Linked DNA regions of Mus musculus: region 1 is linked to region 2. A link is a contact called in public HiChIP or PLAC-seq data. All regions are on one chromosome and are shown on one strand. The core of a region is the stretch at or near the end of the contact, and the rest is flanking DNA. Distances in the headings are between cores, read along the strand shown. Region 1 has its middle 27 kb from the start of Pwwp2a. Region 2 overlaps Ccnjl (cyclin J-like).

Region 1 (6,976 bases), core at 3,827-6,326, 66 kb before region 2:
AGGGAAGAGAGAGAGGGAGAGAGGCTGGCCAGGAACATATGCAGAGAGGGGGAGGGAGAAGGGAAGAGAGAGAAAAGGGGTTAGGGAGAGAAAAGAGGCAGAAGGGCAGAGAGGCCAAACAGTCCCTTTTATAGCCAGGCCTACCTGATTGTTGCTAGGTAACCACTGGGCGGAGCATAGAAGGAATGTGCTAACACCTGCAAACTTGCTGGCCATCCAATCTAGACTATTTAGGGATTTCTAGGCCACTGAGGGACTCTGTCTTTAAATAGATAAATAAATAAACAAACAAAAAAAAAAAAAAAACAAAAAAAAAAAAACAGGTAGAGCTCACTCAAGGGCTAGAGAGTTAGTTCACCAGTGTCCAAGAGGGGGCTCAGAGCTGGCATGACCATTCCATGGTTAAGGGGGAGGTTTTATTCAGACTTGGGAGCGTGGCACCTGGAAGAATCCAGAGGAGAGAGAACAGAGTGACAGACTGGACATGACCAGGGCTATCTGTGAGAGACAGAGAACAGAGAAAACATAGTGAGAATATAGAGAGCAGGATGGGGGTGGGGCAGAGAGCATCTTGTCCTTATGAAGAAAACAAGGAGGGAAGCCTGGTGAGGTCAGAAGGGCTAGGATGCTAGTGTGGACTTTAAAATGTCTAACAGGTACTTGGGATACTGGGAGAGCTTGCAGGCCAGCATGAGCTTTGAAATGCTCATGGGTGCCATAGGTAGCCATTGTCCCCTCTGCCAGAGGTGAGGGAAATTGTTCCTGATGACGGATGAGAAATGCTTCCACACGTTCCTAAGAGATGCTGGTTTTGTCTAACTACAAGAAATCCTCCTAAAGTCTGAGCTGAGCTCACCGGATCTGCGTTTTGGAGTTTGGGGCACTGGAGTTTCCCTTGGACCTGACAACCTGGTAAAGCACATACTGCCTGTGCAGAAGCCCAGGGTTTGGTCCCCAGCACTCACGATAGGTGTCGAACAAGTACCTGTAACCCAGACTCCAGAGCGTCCTTTACTCTTCTCTAGCCTCCGGGCAACTGCAGTGACGGGCACATAGCTGTGCACAGACACACATGCATACACCTAATTGAAAAAAAATTTTTTTTTTAAATCAGAAAATCTTGGCTAAGCATAGTCGCACGTACCTGTAATCTCAACGCACTCTAGAGGTTGAGGAGAGAGGCTCTAAAGCTTGAGGCCAGCCTGAGATTCCATGACAAAAGTAAGAGAGAAATGTGGTATGGACAGGGAGAGGGACAAAGAGGGAGGGGGATGAAGAGGGAGGGGGACAGAGAGGGAGGGAGAGGGAGAGGGAGGGGGAGGGAGAAGGAAAAGAGGAGGAGGAGGAAGAAGAAGAAGAGGAGGAGGAAGAAGGAGGAGGAGGAAGAGGAGATAAAGGGAGGGAAGAAAGGAAGGGTGGAGCAAGGGAGGGTTTGAAACCCAGTAGTATGTCATTTGTTGTCAAATCTAACCAGGGTGAGTAGTTTCATTTTGAGTTTTCCTTCATTCCCCCCCCCCCCCCGTTGCCTCCTCCCCTGTAATATGTAATCGGAATACCCCAGCAAGTTATAGGTGGACGTAGATCAACTGTGCAATACAGCCGTAGCTTGCACGTGGCAAGAGCAAATAGAGCCTACAGAGACACACCCAGCATGGGTAAAGAGAAAGCTGTCCCCTCCCAGCTCATACTACCCTCCCCTATCCACGAACAGGGAAGCTCTACCAAGTGGCTCCTGATTTACACTGTCTAGAGCCCCCTCCTTCCTGGGCTGTCCTTTCTGCCCGGTACTGCTTGCTCATCACTGGCCCTTTTGAAGCGTCCTAGGAGCTGCTCCCGTGTCAGGGGTTCCAGAGTAGACTCACAGTCTTCCCAGCAAGACAAACGTTCCAGAAGGCCACTGTGCTTAACCAGCTGTGACTTCCCCCTCTAATTTCCCCAGTTGGTCTCCATTTGACACCCACAGGCACAGCAAGCTGTTTAGACTAGGCATATTGTTTTCTGGTAGCAGGGCTGTAGCTGGCTGTGTCTCAGTATAGGTGCCAGGACCATTTTGGGAAAACTCTTATTTATTATCTCCCTAGGCCCTAAATGTCAAATGAAGGGCTCAAGCACAGATATGGAGTTCAAGACAAGGATTGCATGAAGGATATTTATTTACTAGAGATGCTTTCAGGATCAGTAGCTCTGGGATGAGCCTGGTGTAGCACATGTCTGAAATCCCTGCCTGTGGCAGGTGGAGGCAGGAGAATCGGGAGACATCCTTAGCTAGTCTGAGCTACAGGAGACCCTATGTCAATACAAAGCCAATCTCAACAAAGCAGCTCTAGGAAGGAAAGGAAACAATACTGAGCAGAGGGAAAAGTTGAATTTCAGTGTAATTGGTTTTTGTTTTGGTTTTGGTTTGGTTTGGTTTTGGTTTTTTGAGATAGTGTTTCTCTGTATAGCTCTGGCTGTCCTGGAACTCACTCTGTAGACCAGGCTGGCCTCGAACTCAGAAATCCACCTGTCTCTGCCTCCCAAGTCCTGGAATTAAAGGCATGTGCCACCACCACCTGGCTTCAGTGTAATTGTAAGAAGGTCCATAGGAAACTGTCTTAGTTAGGGTTTCTATTGTGAAGAGACACCATGACCATGACAACTCTTATAAAGGAAAGCGTTTCTGGGGCGCTGAAACAAAGTTTCAGAGGTTTAGTCTATTATCATCATGGCAAGAAGCAGGGCAGCATGCAGGCAGACATGGTGCTAGAGAGGTAATTCAGAGGTCTACATCTGGGTAGGCAGGCATCAGGAAGAGCAAGTGAGCCATTAGGCCTGGTTTGAGCTTCTGAGACCTCAGTGACACACTTCCTCTAACAAGGCCATACCTACTCTATCAAGGGCACACACACCTCTTAACAGTGCCCCTCCCTATGAGCCCATGGAGAGGGGGAGGCTTTTTTTTTTTCTTCTTCCGAACCACCTATGCTGACTTTTCTCCAGTTGAAGAGCTTCCCGTGGGCCAGCTCTGTTCAGTTAAGAGCAAATCCTACAGAGAGGGACTCAGTTGAGCTTCCCTCCACAGAGCTTCCAACAGCTGTAGGGGTAATGCCTCGGTCTAGGAGCTAGCTGCATTCCCCACGAGCTACTGCTTAGGTGAGCACCGCTTACTGATCAACTATAGCATTGTCTCTCCCAGCCAGGTAGTCTTCACAGTTTTCCTTGAGACTGTTCTGCTTGCTCTTAGAAACACTCCATAGGTAGTCCAAGCTGTCCTCCAACTCACGATCAGTGTACAGTCACAGGCATGATACCACATGTCCAGCGGGATACCCCACAGTGCACAGAGCAGCCCTGTGTGACATTCAGTTGTCCACAGTGACAGGATAGAGAATCCCTGGGCAGAGCCTAGGGATCTGTAAGTCTCAAGCTTCAGTCTGACCATCATGGAGAGACAAAGGCAGTAGGAACAGGTGAACCATTTTATACGTGTCCTTGAGGCCTTCGGCGGACACTGAAAAGTCTCGGTCAAATCAGCGGCAGGATTGCTAAGTGTGTAAAAGGCTGGAAGGGCACTAGATCTGCCTGAGAGGCCTTTGGTGGAGCAATTGATGGATGTAGCCTTGGGATTTGAGAGCTGTGTGGCAGCTCCAGGGCTCAGTGGTCAGCTGTGGTGGACCAGGGAAGCACCTGCCACAGCTATGATTGAATGCAGCGTATAATACTGCCCAGTGTATTTCTTCTCTCCTGCTAGACTGTAAATTCTGAAAGGACAGATAAGCTGCCTCGCTTCCCAGCCCAGCTTCTTGCTTCATTCAGACCCTAAGCCCACAACACTCCAGAGTGTATATAAATGGTCTGGGCTTTAGGATGTCCCTCTTCAATTTTGCACTGATATGTAAACCAGAGAGGAAAGCCAGGCACCATGGTAAGGGCCTGTAATTCCAGCACTTGGGAGGTAGAAGAAAGAGGACCAGGAGTTCAAGGTTAGCAGGCTGTTGCATGCTTGAGATTTCTATAATCTACTTGGAAGGCTGAGACTGGAGGATCTTAAGTTTTAGGGCAGCCTGGGGTACATGAGACCCTGTCTCAAAACAAGTAATAAAAACCAGATACCTACAAGAGGCAACATCACAAGGCAGACAGCATGGTAAGCCACCGGTAGCTGACTGTACAGTGATAAGTACACCTAATGCCACTGAATTTAAAATGGTTAAAACGAGCCAGGCCTAGTGGATCCCAACTACTAGGGCTACTGGGTCAGGAGGATATAAAGTTCAAGGCCTGCCTGGAGTACAGAGTGAGTTCAAGGCTAGCCTGGGCAACTTAGTGAGACCCTATGTCAAAATAAAAAGGGAGGGAGGGGTTGGGGAGATGGTGCAGCGAGTAAGCAGCCGCCCTGCAAGCATGAGTTCAAATGTGAGGTTGGAATCCCCAGCGATCATGTGAAACCAGGCTGAGAGGGAAAGAAAGGGAAGTAGAGACAGGATTACACAGAAGCTCTAGTGTAGAGTCCACTACTACAGGCTACCCAGCCCAGCATCATAAATAAGTGAGACTCTGCCTCGGCAAGGTGGAACACACACACACACACACACACACACACACACGGAAATAAAGTGAAAAAGAAGGCTGGAGAGGTGGCTTATGGGAAAGCACAGGGCTAACAATCACAAGGTCCTGGGGTCAATCCCTAGCACCATGCAAAAGAAAACGGTGAATTTTCATATCCCATACACCTTGCCACGGTACAAAATAAGTTTAAATGGGATCAGTTTACAAAGCCTCTTAGCACAGAGTCAAGTAATCATCAATATCAATTTTTCTCGGGGTGTGCTCAGTGGAGAACACTCTAGAAAAGTCTAATCTGATAAACCAAGAGCTAAGGGAGCAGCAGAAGCGAGTGGGGTTGTACGTGGTTTGGGTCAAGGGCTGCCCCACCCCGGAGGCAGTATGGGGCGGTCCTATGAGCCTGAAACATCTGCCCAGTTTGTGCACCCTGAGTGCCAGACTGACCCCGCCCGCCCACCTGGCTCAGTCTAATCAGCAGCCCAAGGACCCGCCCTTTGTTTAACCGAGGGGAAAGACTCCGAGGGATTTGCAGTTGGTATCTTGCTATTGACCTATTCCGCAGCTGCTAAACCACAGCTGTGCTTTGTTTGAACCCTGCAGGGCAGACAGAAAACGCAGTGAGCCAGGGCTCAGGCCTTAATTAGTGTTTTCTTCCTCTGTACAGACAAAAGAGCCCAGCTCCTGAGCTCAGAGGCGTCCGGGGCCATGTACACGCTCTCTACATGTTTGATTTTATAAGAATGACCTTTAGGAATCCCTTAGTCCAACCTGTTCGTTTCACAAGGAAGACAACACGAAACGCTGAGAAACAGGAACCCGCATAGTCCCAGTGGGCCGAGCGCCGGTACTGTGTTTGCTTAGGTTGTCTAACCTGGGAAACCTCCATCCCCCGGCAAAAATAAGAATGCCTTCCTTTTAGGGATCTGCTGGTGAATGAGGGCCCATGAAGTTCTGGTCTGTTTGGGTTTTTTGTTTGTTTTGAGACTGGGTTTCTCTGTGTAGCCCTGGCTTGTCCTGGAACTCACTTTGTAGAGCAGGCTGGCCTCGAACTCAGAAATCCCACCTGCCTCTGCCTCTGCCTCTGCCTCCCAAGTGCTGGTATTAAAGGCGTGCGCCGCCACCGCCCGGCTGGTCTGTTTGTTTTTGAGACAGGATGTTGTTATACAGCAGCCTCTCTTTACAACGAGTCCAGCCCTAGTGAAGTTTCAAGAGGAATATTTGCCGGGAGTTTCATAGAGAAAGCATCTAAGCTACCTGAACACTGATCCTTCAGTGAAGCTGGGAAGTGTGTATTTGGATAACCCGCACCTAGAAGCTGCGTTTGCTTAAAAAGCTCCGACTTCTCACCTGGGTGGGAGAGATGGAGCCTGATGGCGCACACCTTTAACCCCAGCACTGGGGAAACAGAGGCAGGTTCATCTCTTAGTTCGAGACCAGGCTGGTCTACAGGGCAAGTTTCTGGATAGCCAGGGCTACACAGAGAAACCCTGTCACAGGGAAACAAAAAGCACGGCCTCCTCCTTCTTTCAACATTCGTCTCCCTTGTTTTGGATTGATAACTGACAAGTTATTTCCCACACATAAGATACATCATTTTAAAAATGTTTTCATTAGCCAAGCATAGTGGCCTGTAACTTTATTTTTTTTCAAATCCTATTTTTAATGATGGTTCTTAAACATTTTAACTTTCTTTGTAACCCACCACCCATCAGAAGTAGTGGAAAAGAAAGGATGGGGGGGGGGTAAACACCTGTTTAGAATTCTTTGGAGCAACTCCTGTCTGTGTTGTCTGGAAATCGGCAGTTCAGTTCACAGGTTAGAGGCAGCAGCAGCAGTTTGATCCACTTGCAAAATACCTTACAGATACACCAGCAGTCCAGTTCAGTAGAGTCGGGTTAGCAACAGTGGTGACAGCAGAGATAGCCAGGCCTCAGCCTGGGCTCAAGTCAGCAGGAGGGACCAACAGGAACACCAGGAGTTCTCAGCTGTGCCTCTTTCAGGGAAGCAAAGAGCAGAGAAGACCCACAAGCCTCACACAGCTAGCTATACTAGCAAGCCAAGCTCTGTCTCCATCCAAACAGGACGTGTCCTCCACACGCCTTGCCTCAGCACAGGTCTTACCTCAGCGCACGCATCTGAGCAGACTGAGGATCAAGAAACTGTGGCACACCCACAGAAGTTTTTTGGTGCATTTCTCTCTATGGTGTCCCCAACAAATGCAGCTCAACTATGCAATGTAAGGTGAGCCAATACTTGCATGTTGTTAGCAAAGAGTCCTTCATTATGTTTCCTTTCACATGCTTGCTTTAGCAGAACATCTTCCTTCCTGTGTCTGCTTCAGCAAAAGGTGCCTTCGTGAGTCTGCCATAGCCTTTCACACCTGTGTCCACTTGTCCATTCCTTCACGCGTTTGCCCCAACAAAACACC
Region 2 (6,928 bases), core at 2,461-4,960:
TTGTATGTGCTTGACCCAGGGGGTGACACTATTAGACGCTGTGGCCTTGTTAGAGTAGGTGTGCCACTGTGGGTGTGGGCTTAAGACCCTCACCCTAGTTACTTGGAAGTCAGTATTCTGCTAGCAGACTTCAGATGAAGATGTAGAACTCTCAGCTCTGCCTGCACCGTGCCTGCCTGGATGCTGCCACGCTCCTGCCTTGATGATAATGGACTGAACCTATGAACCTGTAAGCCAGCCCCAATTAAATGTTGTTCTTGATAAGACTTGCCTTGGTCATGGTGACTTTTCACAGCAGTAACTAAGTAAAACCCTAACTAAGACACCCACGTGGCCTTGGAATACTTCTCTGTAGCCTTTACACTGCATGCAGGCATGCCAACATTAACAATAAATACTACTGAAATATCTCAACTCAGATTCCAGACAGTTTTATAAGATTGTGGTGTGCACAACTTCATCTCTGCTTTTTAACCTTTTCTAGTCAAGGTCTAGTGTGGCAACAAAGTCGAAACAGAGTATCCATGAGTATCCATGCCTGGAAGAAATCAGTTGCTCTTTCTGCTTGAAAGCTAGGGCTGTGACTCTGTGGCTCAGCTTTGCCTAGAGCTCTTACCAGGCCAAAAGTTCAGTGGTCTCCATGGTAACAGATGGGGAATAAAGCCACAGGAAAGGATGTGTCAGAAGAGAATTCATTACTCTTCGTACACTCAATTTATTTTATCTGGGTCCCCTCAATCCAGAGCGCCTTGCCTCAGTGGGTCTTGTGTACAGTGAGTGTGAGGGCTGTTCCAGCTCTCTACCAAGACTTGGCTCCCGAATGACATCCTCAGTCTTAATTCTCATGCCTTAGAGCATCACCTGGCAAAGCATCTGTGCTGGGTGAATACCCCTTAACCGCACCTGATGGCAGCTCACACAATGGTTTCCATGCAGGCAGAGCAGAGGGGCCGAGAGAGACTATGACATTCCCCACTACAGCGGAGACAGGTCCATAGTTCTACCACACACATTGTAGTTTTGAACTAGGGTCCCACAATGTAGCTCAGACTCACCTCAAACTCATAATCCTCTTGCCTTAACTCACTGAGTGATAGAATGGCAGGCACAGACCACCATGGATAGCTGGTTTTACCTTTTAAAAAAAATTTGTGTGTGATATGCATGTTTCTGCAAGTGTACCCATGCCATGACGTGTGGGAGATCAGAGGGCAACCTTTGGCATTGGTCCTTGCTTGAGACTAGGTCTCTTCTTATTTGCTGCTGTGTAGGCCAGGCATGTGACAAATCTTGTCTCCAACTCCCATCTTTTTGCATCTTTCAGTACTGTATCTAGCACATAAAGATGTGCCCTCAAGTTGTTCACCCTTATAAGGCAAGCACTATACCCACTTCCACTTAGCCATCTTCTCCTGCCTCTTGCTTTCCCTTTCTTCTTTCTCTCTTCGCCCTTTCCACTTTCTGTGGTACTGCAAACTACAACCAGACCTCTGTGCATGGTAGCCAAGTGCTCTGCCACCCAGCCACTGAGCTACATTCTCAGCCCTTGAAAGGTGTCTTAGCTAAGCAGTGTCCTTCTGTATCTGTCTCAGCTACTTGGGAGGCCAAGATGGGAAGGTTAGTTGAATCCAGGTGTTCAAAACCAGCCTGGGCAACAAAGTCTGCCGTTACTGCAAACAAAATGCAATTGTTGTTATAATAAATAGCAGATCATCTTATCTTTGAGGAACTGTATAATAACCACCCATCATTTTAAAGATACTGGCCTTGATGCACATTCTGTTGTTGATCACGAGACCCCAGCAGGCAGGTAAGTGTGGTCACCACCCCCATTTTAATAGGTAGGAAGACAGGTTAGGAGAGGCTTGGCCAATTGTCTCCCAACAGCTACTAACTATAGCTAATTATGCGGTTTCACTCTGTGAAGCTGTGATGCTGTTGTTCAATGAAAAACTAGTCTAGGCATTGCTCTGATGATTTTTTCCCTCCCGGATGTGATTATTTTCTTAGATGTGTGACTTCAAGAGCAGCAGGTGAATGGGGTCCCACTGAGCTAGCTGAAGGCTTTAAGAGCAATGACTAAAGTTTTCCAGAAAAGGAACGCTGCCTCAAGGTTGCAAGAAAGAAATTACCCAAGTTCCTGGCTTGATGGCCAACCCTGCAAAGTTTAGACTTCACCGCTGTGTCATATCAACTGTTACCTGCTGACGTGAAGTCTAAGAATTCTGTGTTGGCCAGCTTCCATGGCTGTGCGCGTCAATTCCTTGCAGCAAATCTATTACTGGTTTGCTTTTGAAGAGCAATGGTGGATGCAGGAGAGCAGGTTGGGAGGTCAAGCCTCACTCATTCTTCTGCCCAGGGAAAGTCAGTTCCTGCTTAGAGGGTAGGACTCAGGTCCAGAGGATGTAAAAGGATCCTCACAGGCTCATGTGTTTGAATACTCGGTCCTCAGCTGGTGGCCTTGTCTTGGGAGGTTGTGGAACCTTTTGTAGTTGGGACCTTGCTGGAGGGAGTAGATCTCTAGGGATCCAGCCTTGACACTGACAGCCTGACTCTACTTCCTGTCCCATTTCTCTTCCTGATCCATGAAGATGTTCCTGCCACGGCTGTCACAAGCTCCCCTTGCCTGCCATGGCTGCTCTGCCACAGTGGACTGCCTTTCAAACCATGAGCAGAAATAAACATTTTATTGGGTCATTCTGTCACAGGCATGAGAAATCTCATAAACCTCTGAATCTCTTTCACCTCTCACCCAAAGGAGACTCCCACTGAGGTAGAGTAGAGAGATGTGGGAAAGGGCTGACTTGCTAAGAGATGTCCAGACAAAGGCAGCAGAGACCAAGAGCAGGTGATGTGTTTATTGCAGGACATCTGGTCCTGAGAATCAGGCTAGTTCTGGGGCCCCAGTGGAGGTACTTCTCTCAAAAGCCCAAGCCCAGGGCAGACAGATACAATAGACTCCAAACCAGTTACACACAAACAGAGAGACTGGTAAAGGAGATGGAGGGGCAGGAGCCGAAACATACACACACACACACACACACACACACACACACACACACACACACACACACATACACACACACACACACACAAATAACAAACGAATGTGCAGGTTCCTATGCTGGTTGAGAAAATGGCAGCTCCTCTTCTGCATCCAGCTCTTTCCTTCCTCTGTTTCCATGAGACATCCATCTGCTCAGAAAAGCCCTATCGCCGTTAAATCTGACTCAGTAGCGTGTGGCCAACCTTCCTGGCCGTCCCTGCTATGGTCTCTTGGATTGGCAAATGAGTCAAAGAGAACCAAGATGGCAGGCAAGGTGTGGTGGATACATCAGAGGCTGAAGCAGGAGGAGCAGGAGTTCAAGGCCAGCTTTGGCTCTGCACTAAGTTTGAGTGTAGCCTTAGCTACATCAGATCGATCTCAAAAAAAAAAAAAAAAAAAAAGTCCCTACCCCCACCAAAAGAAAACAAAAACCAACAGAGACACAATCGTTTCAAAAACTAAATTACAATTTGTTTCTGTGGTCTTTTGCACCTCCCTTCCAATTCTGATGGGTGAACAGCATGTCCCCTGACCAAGAAAAAAACAAACAAACAAAAAAACCCCAAAAACCAAACCAAACCAAAAAACCCAACCACAAGAACATCTTAAGCACAGGCTGTGAGTCATAGTCATAACATATTGCACATGGTGACAGTGTTCCTGAGCCCTCGCACTGCAAATCCCAGACATGGGCTTTTGCTCTAGCAATCTCTTGCCTGTCAACGCTGGTGTCATATACCACGTTAGTCCCTTCCTCCCCACTTTTCTAATATTCCACAGTATGACTACCCTTTAGTATTGGCCAAACTCAAGTCTGGGATCAGTTTAACCTCAGCACTAAAAGCAAGTGGTGGAGGGAAGTAAGGGCCAGTTCAAACCTTTGTCTCCTTCAAACAACATTCCCCCACCAGGGGGCAGTAATCCAAGTCCAATAGGCGAACACTTGCATCCCAGGGGTGGACTCTTGCAAAGTGAGCCTGAGAGGTGGTATCCCTCGCTGTTGTTATCCACCAGTTGGTCCCAAGTTGGATTAATAAAAGATACAGCCTCATGTGGGACAGACAGACAGTGTGGCAATTCAAACTTTTTGCTCCTACAGAATTTTCAAGTATCATAAAAATCCCTGACACGGTATGTAAACAAGATTTTTTTTTTTTTTTTCAGGATAGAAAGCTAGACTGTTCCAGGAAGCAGCAGCATGTGAAATAGCTAGAAGAATGGAAAGATTTGGGGTTCAAAAACAAAGGGCAGGCAAGATAGCCACTTACTGTGCCTTATGGGCTCAGTGCTCAGGCCTAAACACGGGCCATGGGACCCTTGGAGTGGAGCTAGGGAGAGAAAGACACTCAGGATGGATCTTCTAGGGACATAGACAGACGTGTCAGGTGCCCCTTCTTTTTCAGTGGTATGGCTATGAAAAGTAGTCTTTGAGAAGTCCGGATGTATGCAGTCCTCACTGTCCAAGTCTGATATGCTCCATCGGATCCGCAGTTCAGGGGAAAGGTCACAGAGCCATGTCTTTGTCCTCCAGGCATACACGGAAGGATTTCCCAGAGAGATGCTGTTGGGCGTATCCCTGGATGTTTTGTTCTGTTGATTTGTTTTTAAAAAGAGCAAAGACCCTCTCTACTTAAAGGTACTAGGTTCTCTGTCCCACCTGGATGAGCTCTCCTCTTAGGTATTTACTTCCTTTGTCTGGATCTTTCAGGATTCTCCCTGTGGTCCAAGTGTGGCCTAGCTGTCGAAACAGCCTGCAGGGAACATATGGCTGCCGCTGAAGTAGCTGCTTCCGTAGGAGGCCGTAAGGCAGTGCCTGGGTTCAGCTGCTATGGCCATCTGCATGCTAAGGGATGCAGGGACGGGCACAGGACACATATCCAAGGGCTGGAGGGTTGGGTATGGCGTGTGGAGGGATGGACCAGTGTCTCCTGAGAGCAGGCCCCCTGAACGGTGGGCCTGCAACGAGTCCCGATATGCCAAGCACAAGTCCTGCGCTGGACTCTGGAACTGGGCTAGAGTTGTTGGCGGTGGCTGGCTGAGAGTCGGGTAGGTGGGCGGTTGGAACAGCACTTGGGCGGGAGCTGATGATGAGCCCGGCACCATGGCCAGCGTCTGGCTCTTGACTGCAACGGCATCCTTGAGGACATTGTCATAGGCTCTGAAAGGAAAAGGCTCAAGTGAGTTTTGGAGATGCAAGGCCACTAGGCACCTGCTTACCTTCCTCGGTAAGTGGGACAGTGCCACACCACTCAACGATGACACATTATAACACAGCCACGGCTATCGACTTACTAGACTCAGGCCTCAGGTCTCAGCTTGCAGCTGTTTCTGTCCCCAAACCTCTCTGATCCTGTGCAAGAGTAGGCAAACTTGTCCCCGCAGCTCCTGAACCTCCTCCACACCTTGGCTGTTAAAGCCCCAGCAGGTAATTTGGGTCCCACTTGCTTCTGTTCACTCAGCACCCCAGCACTTGGCAGAGACCCTCCCCTCTGCTACTTTCTAGGTTCTTCAGGGCCCGCTCTATCCCCATCTGGGAGAATCTCTAGCAGCTACAAAGCAAACTGCCCCCTGGGGTTTGGAAGCAAGCAATGACAAGCAACACGAGCCTGGGGACTGATACTGGAGTAGCCATCATCGGTCAAAACAGGTTGTGTACTGACTTGGGGACGTTTTTGTTTGTTTGTTTGTTTGTTTGTTTTGAGACGTTTCTCTGTGTAGCCCTGGCTGTTCTGGAACTTGGTTGGCCTCAAACTCAGAGATCTGCCTGCCTCTGCCTCCCCAATGCTGACATTAAAGATGTGCACGCCCATCACCTGGCTTGACTTGGGGACTCTAAAAGTATACAATTGAAGACTCAGTCTAGGGAGCAGGGCTAACATCTTAGAGTGGGTCTCCGATATCACAGCAAAACTGCTGGCATTCGGATGTTGAGAGGTGGCTCTTTGGGGACTGAAAGTCTTCTGCTTCTGCTACCCAGACCCAGTCACTCAGGCCTGCATAGAGGTAGTCACTACCTGCTGGTGGAAGAGGGAGGTAACTGCTCAAGGGCTATTCAGATCTCTCTGCACTCCTCTTGGTAGCCATTATTGGTCTCTTTGGCTGCCAATCTCTATTTCACAGTGTTAGATCTAAAATTACCCACTGACCCCTTAAAAGAGGCTGTGATCTCTTAGCTGAAGCCACTTTGGACCTGGTTGGCTAAGTGGTCACTTTTGCAGCTTGCCTGAGAAAAGGAACTTATGAGAGAATGAATTCGCAAAATCACACTGGGACTTACATCAGTCAACCCAGATAGGATGGAGTTCAGTTGATAGAGTACTTGCCTAGCACGCATGAAGCTGAGTTTGACCCTTAGCAGTAAATCAACTGAGCATGGTGGCACACACCTGTAACATCAGCACTCAGGATGGAGGGGCAGAAAGATCGGATGTTCAAGGATAGCCCACTAGCTACATAGTGAGACTGAGTTACCCTGGGCTATGTGATACCCTGTCTCAATAGCAAAATACAACAATAGGATGAGTGTAGACATGAATATAGGAGCAGGTGCCCCCAGCCCTGTTCCTCTTTTCCCTCTCTCTCCAATCTTAAAAATGCAAAGAGAAACAACCAACTCTCAAAGCCCCATTCTTAGTTCTTTGTTTTTCCAAGACAGGGTTTCTCTGTGTAGCCCTGGTTGTCCTGGAACTCACTCTGTAGACCAGGCTGGCCTCGAACTCAGAAATCTGCCTGCCTCTGCCTCCGAAGTGCTGGGATTAAAGGCTTGTGCCACCACTGCCTGCATTCTTAGTTTTCTTTTTCTTTTCTTTTCTTTTTTTTTTTTTTGAGACAGTTTCATATTTCTCCTAAGCTGACCTCCAGTTTTCAATCCTCTGGCTTCAG

Evidence for each region. HiChIP or PLAC-seq counts read pairs in DNA pulled down with a chosen protein or histone mark.
Region 1: an H3K27ac HiChIP or PLAC-seq map of embryonic stem cells shows a contact between it and region 2, with 6 read pairs. The contact joins two enhancer-like sites. A contact is called at or near these places in 2 of 39 promoter capture datasets (embryonic stem cells and stem cell-derived epiblast-like cells), 2 of 484 Hi-C or Micro-C datasets (both in embryonic stem cells), 3 of 115 datasets of contacts at active chromatin or transcription factors (embryonic stem cells, extraembryonic endoderm stem cells and pancreatic cancer cells) and 3 of 9 other capture datasets (adipose tissue, liver and pancreatic islet).

Annotation. Positions count from the first base shown.
Region 1 is chr11:43,651,376-43,658,351 of GRCm38.p6, reverse strand. No RefSeq gene overlaps it. Among named protein-coding and RNA genes, the nearest start is that of Pwwp2a, 27 kb to the left of the region's middle. Within about 2 kb of position 5,076, at least 68 of the 459 cell types and tissues checked have an H3K27ac peak or open chromatin away from gene starts, as enhancers often do. A contact at or near this core is called in embryonic stem cells, where this site is marked.
Region 2 is chr11:43,583,568-43,590,495 of GRCm38.p6, reverse strand. It overlaps Ccnjl (cyclin J-like), which reads right to left. Exons shown (of 6, transcript NM_001045530.2): 6 at 3,497-5,204. The coding sequence ends at 4,781. Among named protein-coding and RNA genes, the nearest start is that of Fabp6, 15 kb to the left of the region's middle. Within about 2 kb of position 3,710, at least 18 of the 459 cell types and tissues checked have an H3K27ac peak or open chromatin away from gene starts, as enhancers often do. A contact at or near this core is called in embryonic stem cells, where this site is marked.